Regions from separate parts of the Sus scrofa genome. Here all the other regions are linked to region 1. The links are chromatin contacts, called in public HiChIP or PLAC-seq maps. All regions are on one chromosome and are shown on one strand. Each heading gives the region's core, a stretch centred on a gene start, on an enhancer-like site or on the middle of the called end of the contact. The rest is flanking DNA. Distances are from core to core; before and after follow the strand shown.

The links. HiChIP or PLAC-seq counts read pairs in DNA pulled down with a chosen protein or histone mark.
Region 2: an H3K27ac HiChIP or PLAC-seq map of skeletal muscle shows a contact between it and region 1. The contact joins two enhancer-like sites. A contact is called at or near these places in 2 of 2 datasets of contacts at active chromatin or transcription factors (alveolar macrophages and skeletal muscle).
Region 3: a contact with region 1 is called in an H3K27ac HiChIP or PLAC-seq map of alveolar macrophages. The contact joins two enhancer-like sites. A contact is called at or near these places in 1 of 47 Hi-C or Micro-C datasets (embryonic fibroblasts) and 1 of 2 datasets of contacts at active chromatin or transcription factors (alveolar macrophages).

The regions. Positions count from the first base shown.
Region 1 is chr6:153,333,362-153,337,817 of Sscrofa11.1, forward strand. The region is part of intron 3 of LOC102165506 (a long non-coding RNA gene); the gene reads left to right. Among named protein-coding and RNA genes, the nearest start is that of FGGY, 120 kb to the left of the region's middle. Within about 2 kb of position 2,045, at least 39 of the 83 cell types and tissues checked have an H3K27ac peak or open chromatin away from gene starts, as enhancers often do. A contact at or near this core is called in alveolar macrophages and skeletal muscle, where this site is marked.
Region 2 is chr6:153,155,943-153,160,398 of Sscrofa11.1, forward strand. All of the region lies in intron 4 of FGGY (FGGY carbohydrate kinase domain-containing protein), which reads right to left. Among named protein-coding and RNA genes, the nearest start is that of FGGY, 55 kb to the right of the region's middle. Within about 2 kb of position 2,494, at least 11 of the 83 cell types and tissues checked have an H3K27ac peak or open chromatin away from gene starts, as enhancers often do. A contact at or near this core is called in skeletal muscle, where this site is marked.
Region 3 is chr6:153,481,649-153,486,104 of Sscrofa11.1, forward strand. No RefSeq gene overlaps it. Among named protein-coding and RNA genes, the nearest start is that of JUN, 200 kb to the right of the region's middle. Within about 2 kb of position 2,258, at least 1 of the 83 cell types and tissues checked has an H3K27ac peak or open chromatin away from gene starts, as enhancers often do. A contact at or near this core is called in alveolar macrophages, where this site is marked.

The DNA of each region.
Region 1 (4,456 bases), core at 795-3,294:
CTGCTAACCTTCTATCCTGCAGGTTAGAAAGAGAAATTACAACCTTTGAAAGCCCCATCTGACATGGTGGGGGCTGGCTGATTTAAGGAAAGTTGCCTCTTTCCACAAACCAATTCCAACTGTGATCCAGATGAATGCTGTCTTAAGCTCAGTATTGTAGACAGGAGAGGCAAGAACAGTCAGGACAAAAAAAGTAAATAAAAATGGAGGAAGAGTTCCCCTTGAAGCTCAGTGGGTTAAGAACTCATGAGAATGTGGGTTTGACCCCTGGCCCTACTCAGTGGGTGTTGCTGAGAGCTGTGGTATAGGTCACAGACGTGACTTGGATCTGGCATTGCTGTGGGTGTGGCATAGGTGGGCAGCTGCAGCACCGATTCAACCCTTAACCTGGGAACCTCTTATATGCCGTGGGTGTGGCCCTAAAAAGAAAAAGAAAGAGAAAGAGAAAGAAAGAAAAGGAAGTATAATTTAGGGCAAAAGTCAAGCCCCTCTGAATGGCCTGCCCAGCCTTATAACATCTTCCTGCCTGCCTCTGACCTCTGCCCTCGTCTCCTACTCAGTTCTTCCCACACCCCACCTCCACCCTGGTTACACTGATCTCTTCCGGGAGGCCTCAGACACACCAGGCATGCTCCTGCCTCAGGACCTTTGCACTGGCAGTTCCCTTTACCTGAAAGTTCTGTCAGCTAGCTACCTAAATTCCTGATTCAAATGTCATCTTCCCAACAAGCTCTACTTTGACCATCTTGTTTATAACTGCACCCACTCAGCCTTCCCACTGTAGTGCAGTGGGTTAAGAATCCAACTGTATCAGCTCAGATTCAATCCCCAGCCTGGAAACTTCCATATGCCATGGGTGTGACCATAAAATCTAAAAATATAAAAATTAAAAAAATTTAAAATAAGAATACTGCACCCACTGGCACTCCCTTACCTTACTCACATTTTTCCTTAGTTATTACCTTCTAACGTACTCAATAATTTACTCTTTCCCATGTTTCTTGTTAATCTCCCTACTGAAAAGCATTCTCCCTAAGATATTAATCTCAAATTTGTTTCCTGCAATATCCCCAACACCCAGAAAGTGCCTGGCATAAACAGCTGCTCAATTAACTTTTTTTTTTTTTTTTTTGAATGATGAGTGTCAGTGGCACTACTTAGGGCACCACTGGTTGATGAATGAATAGGCGTCCTCCTTGTACACTCTTCTCTCCTGAAGAAAGGGCTTTTTTCTTCCTTTTCTGGAGCCAAACCTATTAACCTGGTTTTTAACTACTCAGGGTTCTGCCCTGTTCTGGATCCCACACAGAGGCCTCCCAGGAGACTAGAGTAAGCCACTAACGCTGGTGACAGCCTCTAGAGCTGGGAGTTGAGTTTCCCCTTGTCCTCTTGGCTTTGCCCAAATGCAGGTCCCCTCTCTTCCACCTGTTTGCTTAGCTGCCAAGGGTTCCAGGCTCATTGGGAAGGTGAACAGGTATTTTGTGGATTAAGGAGGAAAATGAGGGAGACAATTGTCCCATACAGGACGGTGGTTCTCAAGGGCTGGTCCCCAGACCAAATGCATCAACTTCACCGGGAAACTTATTAGAAATGCATAGTCTCAGGCCCCACCCGAAACTCACTGAATCAGAACAGGGGTGGCAGTGGATCAGGCAACAATGGATTTAACAATAATTAAATCACGGACTTAATTTAATCGTTCCATTAAATTAATGAGCAAAGCTGCCTGGTGATTCTGAGGCATTCAAGTGTGAGAACCCCTAGGCTGGGGGAGGGGAGGGACTTTGTTAGAGCCTTGATGGCAGGGAGGGACTTAAAAGGTCAGACCAGAGGACAGGTCCCCGGGGTCCCTGCGTCAGAGGCCGCGCGGGGTGGTCTGACCTGGGAAGTTAAAGGCCAGCGTTCCCAGGTCCTCCACCCCCACCCCAGGAAAGTCCCCTCCGCGAGGCCGTGACCTTCCTCCAGCCACATGTCCCACTTATGGCTGCCTGGGGCGGGCGAGCGGGCGGGTGAGCGGACGGGCGGAGGCGCTGCGCTCTGGGTGCGCACCCGCAGCCCATCTGCTGCGCCCTCGCTGGTGGGGCCGGGGCGCCCGGCTCCGCTAGCAAGGTCCGCCCACCCCCTGCCCAGGCCGCCGGTCGCCCTCTCTCTGCCTCTGGTTGTCCTGTCTGTCTTTGTTGGAGCTCTGTCGCTGATTTTCTCTCTTCATCTCTGCCTCTCCCCTGCCGGAATTTTTCTCCCTGCCCCCTTTTCCTTTTTCATTCACATCCAGGCTTTTTTTAGCAAAGAGTTACCGAGCGCCCACGATGTGCCTGCCTAGTCCTAGGCTCTGGGCTGTGAGCGGTGAAAACAAGTGAACCTGCCAGCAGGGGGGCTTCCTGGGTCTTTGATCCCTTTCTACCACTTCCATCCTCCTCTGCTCCCTCCCCACCCCCACCTCTCTCTGCCCTCCCTGCATTGGCGGTTCTTCCCTCTACCTCTCTTTGTTCTGTCTTTTCTTCTGGAAGGTCTCATGGTAGGATAAAACAGCCTACTTTTGTCTGACTGCTAGAGAGTTGCAGTTAATATGTCAATCTTACCTTGAAGAATGACCCTAGTTTCAACTGTTAGCAGCTATGGACACTTTGACCAAAATTAGTTTATTAACCTAATAAATAATAAACGCAGATGACTGGACCCTATGAAGTCACCTGGCTGAGAGAAACTAGTGTTTACCTACCTTGGCCTCTGTGCTAGACACTCATGTATTCAAGAAAATGTATGCATGCATCCCATGATTAATTGAGGACCTAGTGTGTGCTGGATGTCTTTCAAGGAGAACACTGTCCCAGAGGAGGTGTTCTTCACAGCGCTCTGAAGAAGTTAAAACAATGACGCAGAAGGACTGCCCAGTACCGCAGTTAACCCTTTCAGTCTCCCTTCTAGGGGAACAAGACTATACAACAATTCGATAGATATGAAAACTGAGGCCGGGAAACCATGCAGCTTGTCCAAGTACCTGCAACTGGTGAGTTGTATGGCCAAGATTTAACCCTCATTTTGACTCCCAAGCTGGTTGCCATTAACCTACAAGGCCAGCTTAGAGGCAAGGCTGCTGTAGAGAAAAGAGAGGTGAGGAAGGAGGAGTGGGATGGCTCTAGAGTGGAAACTTGAGGATTCAACGAAGCATTGGGTGATGCTGTGTGTTACTGATGAAGTTCCATGACCTCTCTGGGCCCTCCTCATAGGTTTAATGGAGAGCTCTGTTGCCTACAAAAGGCCTTCTTCAGGTGTAACCTATAGGTTGGCGTGTAGGCTCTGGCGCCAGACTGGCTGGGCTGGAAACCTGCTTCTACTACTGACTTGCTATGTAATATTGGACAAGGCACTTAAGCTCTCTGGGCTTCAATTTTCTCATCTGAAAGATTGCTGTAATGATGACTACCTCCCTGGGCAGATGACAGAGTGAATGGTTTCTGTTAAGGGTTAGATATTAGGGTATCCAGTATAAAGAGAGCACCCAGAGAATGTTAGCTGGTTCTTCCATTATCCCAGCTCTGTCCTGCAGACTTCTCTGCCAAGGCCAGGTTCATGTTGCCCTGCAAGCCAGGCCTATCTTGTGCCTGACTCCTGCCCAGTCTAAGTCCTTTTTTGTCCAGAGCAATGAAAGTCACGATCTCTCTTCCTGACTGTAAAGGAACCAGGGATATCCTGGGAGTCTGGGAACTCGGCAGATTTGCAGTCAGGGCCTTTTAGCTGCTCACCCACAAAGGGGAGAGTTTTGTACAGAATGCTTAGAAACTTTGCATCATCCAATGTCCCAGCTTTCACAGAGGTTTTATGAAAAGCTCAAAGCATTTTTTTCTTTAGTTCAGGTGGGCTAGACAAGAGTCCACAGTATGCATGATATTAAAGAGAAGAGATTTGCGTGGTGGTGGGTTGGTCATTCTAGTGGAGAGACCTTTACTGTTTTGAGTTTCAGTTTTCTTTACGTTAAACTGAGCTTAACAGCAGCCTCTATCTCATAGCACATGTGTGGAAATGAAATTTAAAAATTACACGTAAGCATTGAACACAGTGGCTGGCACATAATAATCATAGGATAGATATTGGCTGCTATGATATTACCAGACCTTGTGGATTTTGTACTTTGGCATTAGAAAGACTTAACGTTTGAGTCCTTAGCTCTATCACCTGCAAGCTGTATGACCTTAGGCAAATCAGTTACTATCTCTGAACCTTAGTTTTTTCATCTGAAAAATGGGAACACAAATATTATAAGTCCAGTCTGCCACAGTGTCTTCCCAGATGTCAAATAAGGTTCGCCTTGTTCGCCTGCTTTGCAACTGTGACGCTCAGTGCCCTTGGTGATTATTCTTGGTAGTTATTTTTCTCTCAAAGCTTTATATCCAGTCCTTTGCTGACCTGAGTTGCCTCATCTTTGCATGTGTAACAGAAAACATGGAGGAGAACTGAA
Region 2 (4,456 bases), core at 1,244-3,743, 180 kb before region 1:
GAATTCATATTGGATGCTGGGTCAGAAGAGAATGGGGGCCAACCTGAGTCCTGAGCAGGGGGTGGTTCGTGCATCTGACTTTAGGACCATTAGGACAGCAGCAGCATGGTGAGGAGTCTGGAGGAGAGAGGAGACAGGAGGCAGAAGGACGGGATGCCATATACATTTCTGACACAGAAGGAAGAGGACAGTCCAGCAGAGGGAAAGAAGGAGAGAAAGGAAACATGAGGCAAAAGAAGATGAGTGAGAAAGAAAGCGAAACAAGAAAGACTAAGTAGAACAGGAGTAGGAAGGAGAAGAAAAAGACAAAGCAAAAGATGGACAGAGAGAGAAAGGAAAGATGGGGAGAAGAGAAATAACGGGTCAAACAGGAGAAGTGAGTGAGAGTGACGGAAAAACACAGCGAAACGGAAAAGATGTGTGGAAAACAAGAGAAGGACCCCGACAAGGTCCCCAACGAAGAGACAGAACGTGGAAAAGGAAGGGCAGAAGCCAGAGCCTCTCCTCTGGGTGAATGAAGTCATGGCTGATGTCACCGCCTCTGAGTCACACGCCCACCAAAGCGGAGGTGGAGGCGCCCTGCTGGGTGTTCTGTCCCACCCTCCTGGACAAGAGGGGTTCATCCCCTGCCCTGTGCTCCAGGGCACTGTCTAGTCTGGTCCTGAGGCAATTAAAATGAGGAGAGTTTCTCCTTGGGCTCAGGGAGGACACTGCAGCCTCTGGACGCTCCAAGCCTGTGGCCACTGAGTTCTCAGGTCCCAGGACCCCAAGGTGGGAGAGTCAGAAGAGGTGTGACAAAGGCTTCTGGCTTTTCTCTGATTGGGCCTAAGGCTCCATCCCATGATGTCCAAAAAGGAAATTCCCCTGATTCCCTGAACATGCAAAAGGGGTTCAAAAGGTGCTTTTAGACTGACTCACAGAACCCCTTTCTCACATTCTAGACTCACACCACATTCTATCTGCAGCCTCATGGAGGCCTCCTTTCCCCAGACTGCCAAACCTCTCCCATGCCAGGCCATCCTCCCAGCCTGCCTTCTGCAAGCCCAGCCGACCGAGTGCTACCCCCATTGGCCCACAGCCTACATGTCACCTCCTCCTGATTCCTCTCCCCTACCTGAGGTATATTTTCCAAAGGAATCTGAATTTCCATCTACTTATACAGCGCTGTGACTTTATTTCTGTCCCACTTCTGGAATATGAGCAGTTGGAAGACAGGGCCTCTGTTTGGTTTAATGCTATATTCCCAGTATTTAACCAAGTCCTTGGAATAAAAGAAACTTTCAATAAATATCTGCTGAGTGAATGAATGTTCTTGCTCAACTCTGGCAGGAGCTGATGGGTACCACACTAGCATTTTTAGACCTCTTCTGAAACGTGTACCCATCCTTAGAGCTATCACCCTGAGAATGTGGGTTGCTGAAGACAGTACCCTATAAGCCACTGATAAGAGCACAAGTGAAACTGCTCTGGAAACAGTTGCTTGGGGCATCTGAGGAGAGATTCACTCTCTCCAACCCTCGGCCTGTGAGCTGGAAAGGGCATAGGCCTGAGTTAGATTGAGTCAGATACCCAGCTCAGGCGTTCATGCAAACAGGAATAATACTACCTACTCCCCAAGTTACCCATCAAGATTAAGAACAGCTTAAAAGGAAGAAAGTGCTTACCCCCAAACAATACGGATTTTTCCCTTCTTAGCTTTTTTAACTGCATAGAGAGATAAGTATATGAAAAAGAGACCCCACTAACCTTTTTCCCAAAAAATCAATTTCTTCTGTCCTAATCATCTGAAAACACATTACTACCACCAGCATGCTACAACTTACCAAATACCATTTGATATAAAATACTGCCGTCAATACCATTCCCTACATAGGAAACTAAGACCCATTAAGTGAAATGAACTGTCCAAGATGATAAAGAGAGTAAGTGAACAGCCTCGGGTGAAATGCTGACCACTTGAACTCCAAACCCAATACTCCTTCATGGCTGTCCGGCTGCTGCTTCCCAGGACATGGGAGGTGCTCGATAAATACTTGCACAGTGATTCACTCTCTTTCTCAGGTCCACGGGCTGGTCTCTGACCCCTGGCCAAAGCCAGACCACACGGCCTCATGCCAGGACAACTGCAGTAGGCCTTACTCTGGTCCCGATTCTCTCCCCATCTATCTTAGGCTCACGGAATGCCAGTGCTGAGGGAGAACTCCAGGGGTCATGGAGAACAGCTGCTCCCAAATGCCAGACGCTGGACTGGTGCTCATCCACGAGCGATAATTTTCACTAATCAGTGGTGAATTATCCAAATAATATTAGAGAAGATGAAATCCTTATTATTAAAAACATTATGAATAATTAATTGGCAACAAGATCTTATGTCCCGATAGCTTGCTTTGCTTTCCTTGGGCAAGCTCCAAAACTCTAATACTCTCCAATACACACAGCATTACTGGCAGAAAACAGCTCTTTGTGCTATGGTTCAGACCTTTTACTGAAGCCTTCAGGAGAGACAGAAGCTACAGAGGGCAGAGCCACTTACCCAGGCAGCTTCTTACTCCCTCCGACACTCCCTAGTCTTGCATTTTTGAGCCACAGATACTGACTGTTGAGAAGCCAGGCTTACAGCAGCTTTTTCAAAGGGTGTGGGTTAGGTTCTTGATGAGGCTGCAGAGCTGAGATCAGACTTTCTTGATTACTGAGATTGCTCCCAAGTTATGGTTGCTCCTAATCTATAGCCTTCTCCATACAGGAAGGCTTCAGAGAGACATGGGTTTTGATGGGGATCCCTGGATCCCTTTATCATTCAACCAGCAGAGTGGACACAGCTTTATACACAGAGACCGGCCTCCACTGGGGTCTCAGCTGCAGAAGTACTGCCAGGAACTCCGGGTTCAGAAGAGGTAAGGAACTAGTTGAATCATTTATTCATTTTTTCCAACTATAAACATTTCAGATGAATGCAAAGAAGAGAAAAAAGCCAGCTCTTTGGGAGGTAACTCAAATATTCTGGAGCACAGACCAAAGAGTAACGGGTTGGAGCTTATGGAGAGGAGGGAATCTTAGATTTCACCTAGTCTCAAGTATGATTCTTTAATTGTGAGTGTAAGAGGATAACTTTTTATTCTAGAGATCATTTTTATCTTAAAACTTTATGTTAGACAAATATGTTACCAGGGATTTGAAATAAACCAAAAGGACTAGTTCTCTTTACCTAGGTAACTGATGTGTGGGGTAGGACAGAAGGACCTTACCTGATGAAGACCGAAGTTGACCAGCTAACCTTTATAACTCCATCTTAAATCTATTTCCTAGAATTAGAAAGCCAGACTTTTGCATTCCAGCATTGTCAGAAGCAATGCAGAAGTCAGTCTGTGTGTGATAAATCTATCTAATGACCTCCATCCTCAGCTTCTTCATCTGCAACGTAATAACATCTAGCCTACGAGATTTTCAAAATAATTAAATGAGACAGCAGACTTAAAAGTGCACAGAATATACTGAATAAATTCTGGTGTAGGTATTGATGATGTTTGTAGGTAGCAACCAAACAGAATTTAGTAAGTATCTCAGGTAATATTTCAAACTGCTTTCACAAGTGTAATCATGTCTCGACTTATTCCAAACACTTCAGGTGGACAGACAGGATGGACAGAAGGACAGATAGATGGGTACAGCCATGATAAACCAAGCAGAGTAAAATGTTAATGGCAGAATCCATGTGACGATGGTTCTAAGTGTTCACAATTGTTTCCATTTTTCTGTATGTTTGACCATTTTGATAATAAAATGTTGGTAAAAATAGCTTTCACAGCCTCGTGCACTTGGTCCTAGGGGGTTAGGGTTAGGGAGCCCCCTGAGATAAAGGATACTCCTAGCTTCTTCCTTGCCTTCCTATCACCATCACAGGGCCTCCCTCGTAGTAGTTACTAGACAAATGTTTGTTTCACTGTAAATGCCTAGACATAGCTGACACCCCTACACAGGGGTCGGGAAGGCTGGCAGTGAGGAAGCAGTGCACATAGGCTCTACTATTGTAGTTGTATGTCTGACTCTGACCAGGAGACACAAAGTCATTAGCAAATATTTATTGAGTAACTGAGTATGTTTTCAATGCCAAGCACTGTGTTTGGGTCAAGGGCTACAACAACCAGGTATGGAGAGATTTGGTCTCTGCTCTTATGGAGCCAAGAATTCACCAACCCAAATGAGAAAAATGGTCCACAAGCAGAAATAACAAACAAACAAGATTTAGAGCCAAAAGGACCTTCATGAGAACCCAGTCCTGGTACCTATGGACAAGTCATTTCATCTCTTTGAGGCTTGTTTTTTTTTTTTTTTTTTAAATCTATAAAACACAGCAAACAGTAATATTTAACTCACAAGGCCATATCACTGATCAAATAAAGAAAACATACATCTAAGTCATACAAGCTGTAAAGCAAAATACAAAATACAGCATCAT
Region 3 (4,456 bases), core at 1,008-3,507, 150 kb after region 1:
CAACACTCAGTATAGATCAGTGACCTCATTTTATAGAGGAGGAGGTTGATGTTCAAAGACGCAAAGTGACTTGCTAAAGACATGCAACTATGCTTTATTTTTTTTAATTTTAAAAAAGTAATTATTTATTATTTTCTATGGCCAACATCTGTGGCATTTGGAAATTCTTGGGCCAGGGATTGAATCCAAGCCACAGCTGCAGTGATGCTGGATCCTTGAGCCCAATGTGCTGGGCTGGGAATAGAACTTGCGTTGCTGTATAGATCTGAGCCACTGAGGTTGGATTCTTAACCCGCTGCTCCACAGCAGGAACTCCTGCAGCTATGCTTTCTATAGCAGGAAGGGGCAGAATCAGAGGCTGAACCAAATGTCTGATGCTCTAATTATTGACCCAGAGTCCTTCCTGGTTCATAGGGACTAGACTGAAACCTGGATCTGTTATTCACTTACTTTACAACCTTGGGCAAGTCACTTCCCTTCTCTGAGCCTCAGTTTCCTTATTTGCAAAATAAAAAGACTGTACTCTATCTTGTAAGCTCCCTTCCCTCCTGGAGACATATTCTCAGCAGCGTCCACACAGTCCTATACATTCCTTTGGGTCCAGGGCTTCCCACTGGGAACAGTCAACCCTCTGGTAATGATCCCGAGTCAGCATAAACCTGACAGTCCTCTCCCACACTCTCTCAAGTTTTCACACCAGCCTCTGAACCATCCCAGAAACTCCTGCCATGGGTCTGCATGTCTAGGCTCATGCCTGGCTGGCTGTCCCTCTTCCTGAAGCCAAAAATCCATTAGGAGAAGAGAGATGGTGAATCCGAGCACAACATTCTCATGAAATTACCTGAAATTCTGCTCAATCCCTGAGTGACCATGTGTAGCCCACTTCCCCCCTCGGAGCCTTGGTGACCTCACCTGTGAAACAACAGAGGCTTTCCAGGAGATTGAGGTCACTGTAGCTCTAACCTTTTATGATGCTGGGCCATTACAAACCACCTGTGGCCAGACTTACTAATAGAAGAATGAACCATCAAACAAAGGCCCACTCTCCTTGGGAGAACCTGACCTCAGCCAATTCAGGAGTCTCTTTTGGAATAATTGGCTATGATTGCAACTTCAAGGTCATTCTGAATGGAAAGTTCCCCAAAGAGGAGGGATTTAAAACTGAGGAGAGAAAGGGAGGAAGGGAGTCAAAATTCTGTCCAACCAAGTCAAGACATTTAAGATGGCAGTAGAGGAGTTTACATGAACTCCAGAGTTGAATAGGCTTGGATTCAACCCCTCATTCCATCACTAATTGTATAGATGCAGGCATGCTACTGGACCTATTTCTTCATCTGTTAAAAAAAAAATAGGCTCATTATTTTTACTCACAACTACTTGTGAGGCTTAAAGGAGACAGTGCGTGAAAGAGGCTGCTTGGTACAGTAAAGGTGTTCCAAGTTGCCCATTTTTTCATTCTTGTGTTTTCTATTTAAAGAGAATCAGGGAATGCTAAGAAAACACAAAGAAACTCACAGCCAAATGTTTTCAGGCAAACACACCTATGAAAAACATGCTCCAGGAGCATCCTAAGTCACAGCATCCTAAGGCTGGAAGTGACTCTAGCAGTGATCAATTACAGAAAATTATACCAGGTCTCATATTCTCCCATCCCCTATTGCTTGAATGCTGGCACGTGATGGAGAGTTTACTGCTTTCCAGAATGGCTTATTCTTAGCAAGAGGTGAGTTGAAGCGAATCACTGAAACTTTGAATGTGAGATCCAATGGCCCTAACAATAATGAGGACCCTTTGTCTCCCTTTACAACTCAACTGTCACCAAACTATATTATTATTCCACGGAGCCTTTGTTTTTGCTCTTCTCTTTCCTGGGGGACCCTCCCCGTTCTTTGCCCTCGTCTTCATTTAAGGAGACTCTTATACATCCCTTAAGATGCAGCTCAAACATCACCACCTCCAAGAAGTCCACCATGAACTCCCTCCCCAAGTTAGGCTAGGTGTTCCTCTGTACCCCCAGCTCCTTTTACTGAGCATTCAACTAACGGAAGTGAAAGCATCTATTTACATATCAGTCTCCCTACCAAACTGTGGTTCATCAAAAGCAGGGACCTTACCTTACACATATCTATATACCAGCTCCTCTGACAGAGCCTGACTCAATCTACAGAAGCTGTTTGAGGAGTTGAGCCGCCCAAAGGGGCACAGGGGCCTGTGTAGGGCAGGCATTGACTGTGTCACATGGGGAAGAGCTGCCCACAGGGAATGTGTGGCAATAATTAGAGCCTGGATCTGGCTTCCCGAGTGAGAGGATATTGTTGTGGGTTTATGTCTGTCTGTCACCAGCTGAACTCACAGAGAAGCCTATTGAAAGCATCATGTCAGACTTTTTTTTTTCCTTTTTTTTTTTTCTTTTCCTTTATTTATTTTTAGGGCTGCACCTACGGCATATGGAAGCTCCCAGGCTAGGGGTCAGATTGGAGCTGTAGCTTCCTGCCTACACCACAGCCACAGCAACACGGGATCTGAGCCGTGGCATCGACCTACACCACAGCTCACAGCAACACCAGATCCTTAACCCACTGAGTGAGGCCAGGGATCCAACCCAAATCCTCATGGATACTAGTCAGGTTCCTAACCTGCTGAGCCACAAAGGGAACTCCCTGGACTTTTCTTTTCTTCTCCATAATCTATCCCCAACAAGTTGGTGGAATGCTGGACACATGTCTCAACAAAGCTGTGCTCCAAAGAGCAAGATGGGAACCAGATTTTTTTTTTTTTTTTTTTTGGCTGGGTTGGGGGGCAGTTAAACAGAGCAACGGAGTGTAATGCCATTACGCTGTAATCAGGTAATTTAGTACTTGGGTGATGGAGAGGTAGATATTCTGCCAGTTCATGAAGTTGACATTGTGCTAGGTGCTTTCCACATGGTAGTTCACAATATATCTGTGAGTTTAGGGATAATTGTCTGTTTTACATATGGAGAAACAAAAAGTCTAGAGGTTAAATAATTTTAAAATAGTCCTGCATCTAAGAGGGGACCAATCCAGGTGTAATCCCTAAATGGGTGCTTTTTAACAGTCCTATTGCCAATGAGGTAAAGCTTGTAACTTACCTACCAAACATCCATTTCCTCCTTCTCACTTAGATGTAGACCTTCCACTCTCTGCTGGGAAAATTGTCATCTAGAATAAAGACAACATTCGCCAGCCTCCATTATAGTTGGAGAGGCTCTGGGACCAAGTTCTAGCCAAGGATGTATAGTCAGAAGGGGCTTCGGAGAAGCCTGCTGAAAATGGATAGAGAAGCTGCCCTATTGCTTCCCCAGATTTCTCCTGCTTCAAGCCTAGAATCAGATGTGATAGATGGAACTCTGGAGCCATGTCAGACCTTGACCGTGGGGATAGAAGCCATGTGCCAGAATTGGGGGGGCAGAGTCCGAGGTAACTGGAGCCTGAAACCAACGCTGGGCTTTCAGACTTCTTGTATTTGTCAAAGGAAATCCTTATGTATTTAGACCTCTGTTTCTGAAGCTGAAACAGCCCTTGTGATGTCTTGGCTCAATCACAAATTCACGGTCAGACTTCAAGCAAGTTATTTACACATTTTGGACCTTAGTTTTCTCATCTGGGGAATAAGTAGATTGAATTAGAAGGGCATTTCAGAAGGTTCTTTCTAAATGAAGGTACCAAATGTAGAGCATAATTCTGGGCAACAAGCATTGCTGGGTATGAAAAGATCACAGACTAGAGAAGCCCTTTTTTTTTTTTTCAAGGTAGTTAGAAAGAGAAGCAGGATATTGATTCATTCATTCAATCATTCATTCAGTGTAGTGGGTGTTGTGGTGTACTGCCCAGGCCCATTTCTCCATGTGCCAGGAGTATAGACCGCTGACAGTTCATGGCTGACTTCCTCTCCAAAATGACCACCAGGTGTGAAGGCTGCTATCTCAAGCAAAGCCGTTCCTGTTTTCTGGGGGCAACACATGTCCATCAATGGATTAATGTGGAAGGTACGCAAGTGTAGCTCCCTTGGCTTTGTTCATGACAGCCTAGATGGGCCATCCCAGCTCCAGAGTCCCTGGTAACTGCATCCAGCTCAACTGCTCCCTCCACCCAATCCTGCTTTTTGCTTACCCCCTCCAAGGTGGTGTTCCCAAAAGTGCCTACTGATAAACTTTCTGCAAACTGATATCCACTTGGGAGTCCATTTCCCGGGATACCTAATCTAAGGCTGTTGGAAGCAGGATCAGTTCTATCTAGGATTTTGGGTCACCTGTCAGTGAACTGGCAATCAGAAAGCCATCATTGTGGCAGGGGCAGTACTGATGGCACCTGACACCCAGACACCCTGAAATTGGGAGGATTTTCACTCTTGGTGAGTTGGGGGTGATAGTGCGAAGAAAAGCACTGGCTGGCGGGGACATGAGATGTTTGAGAGATTTGAGGGGAAGTAGTCA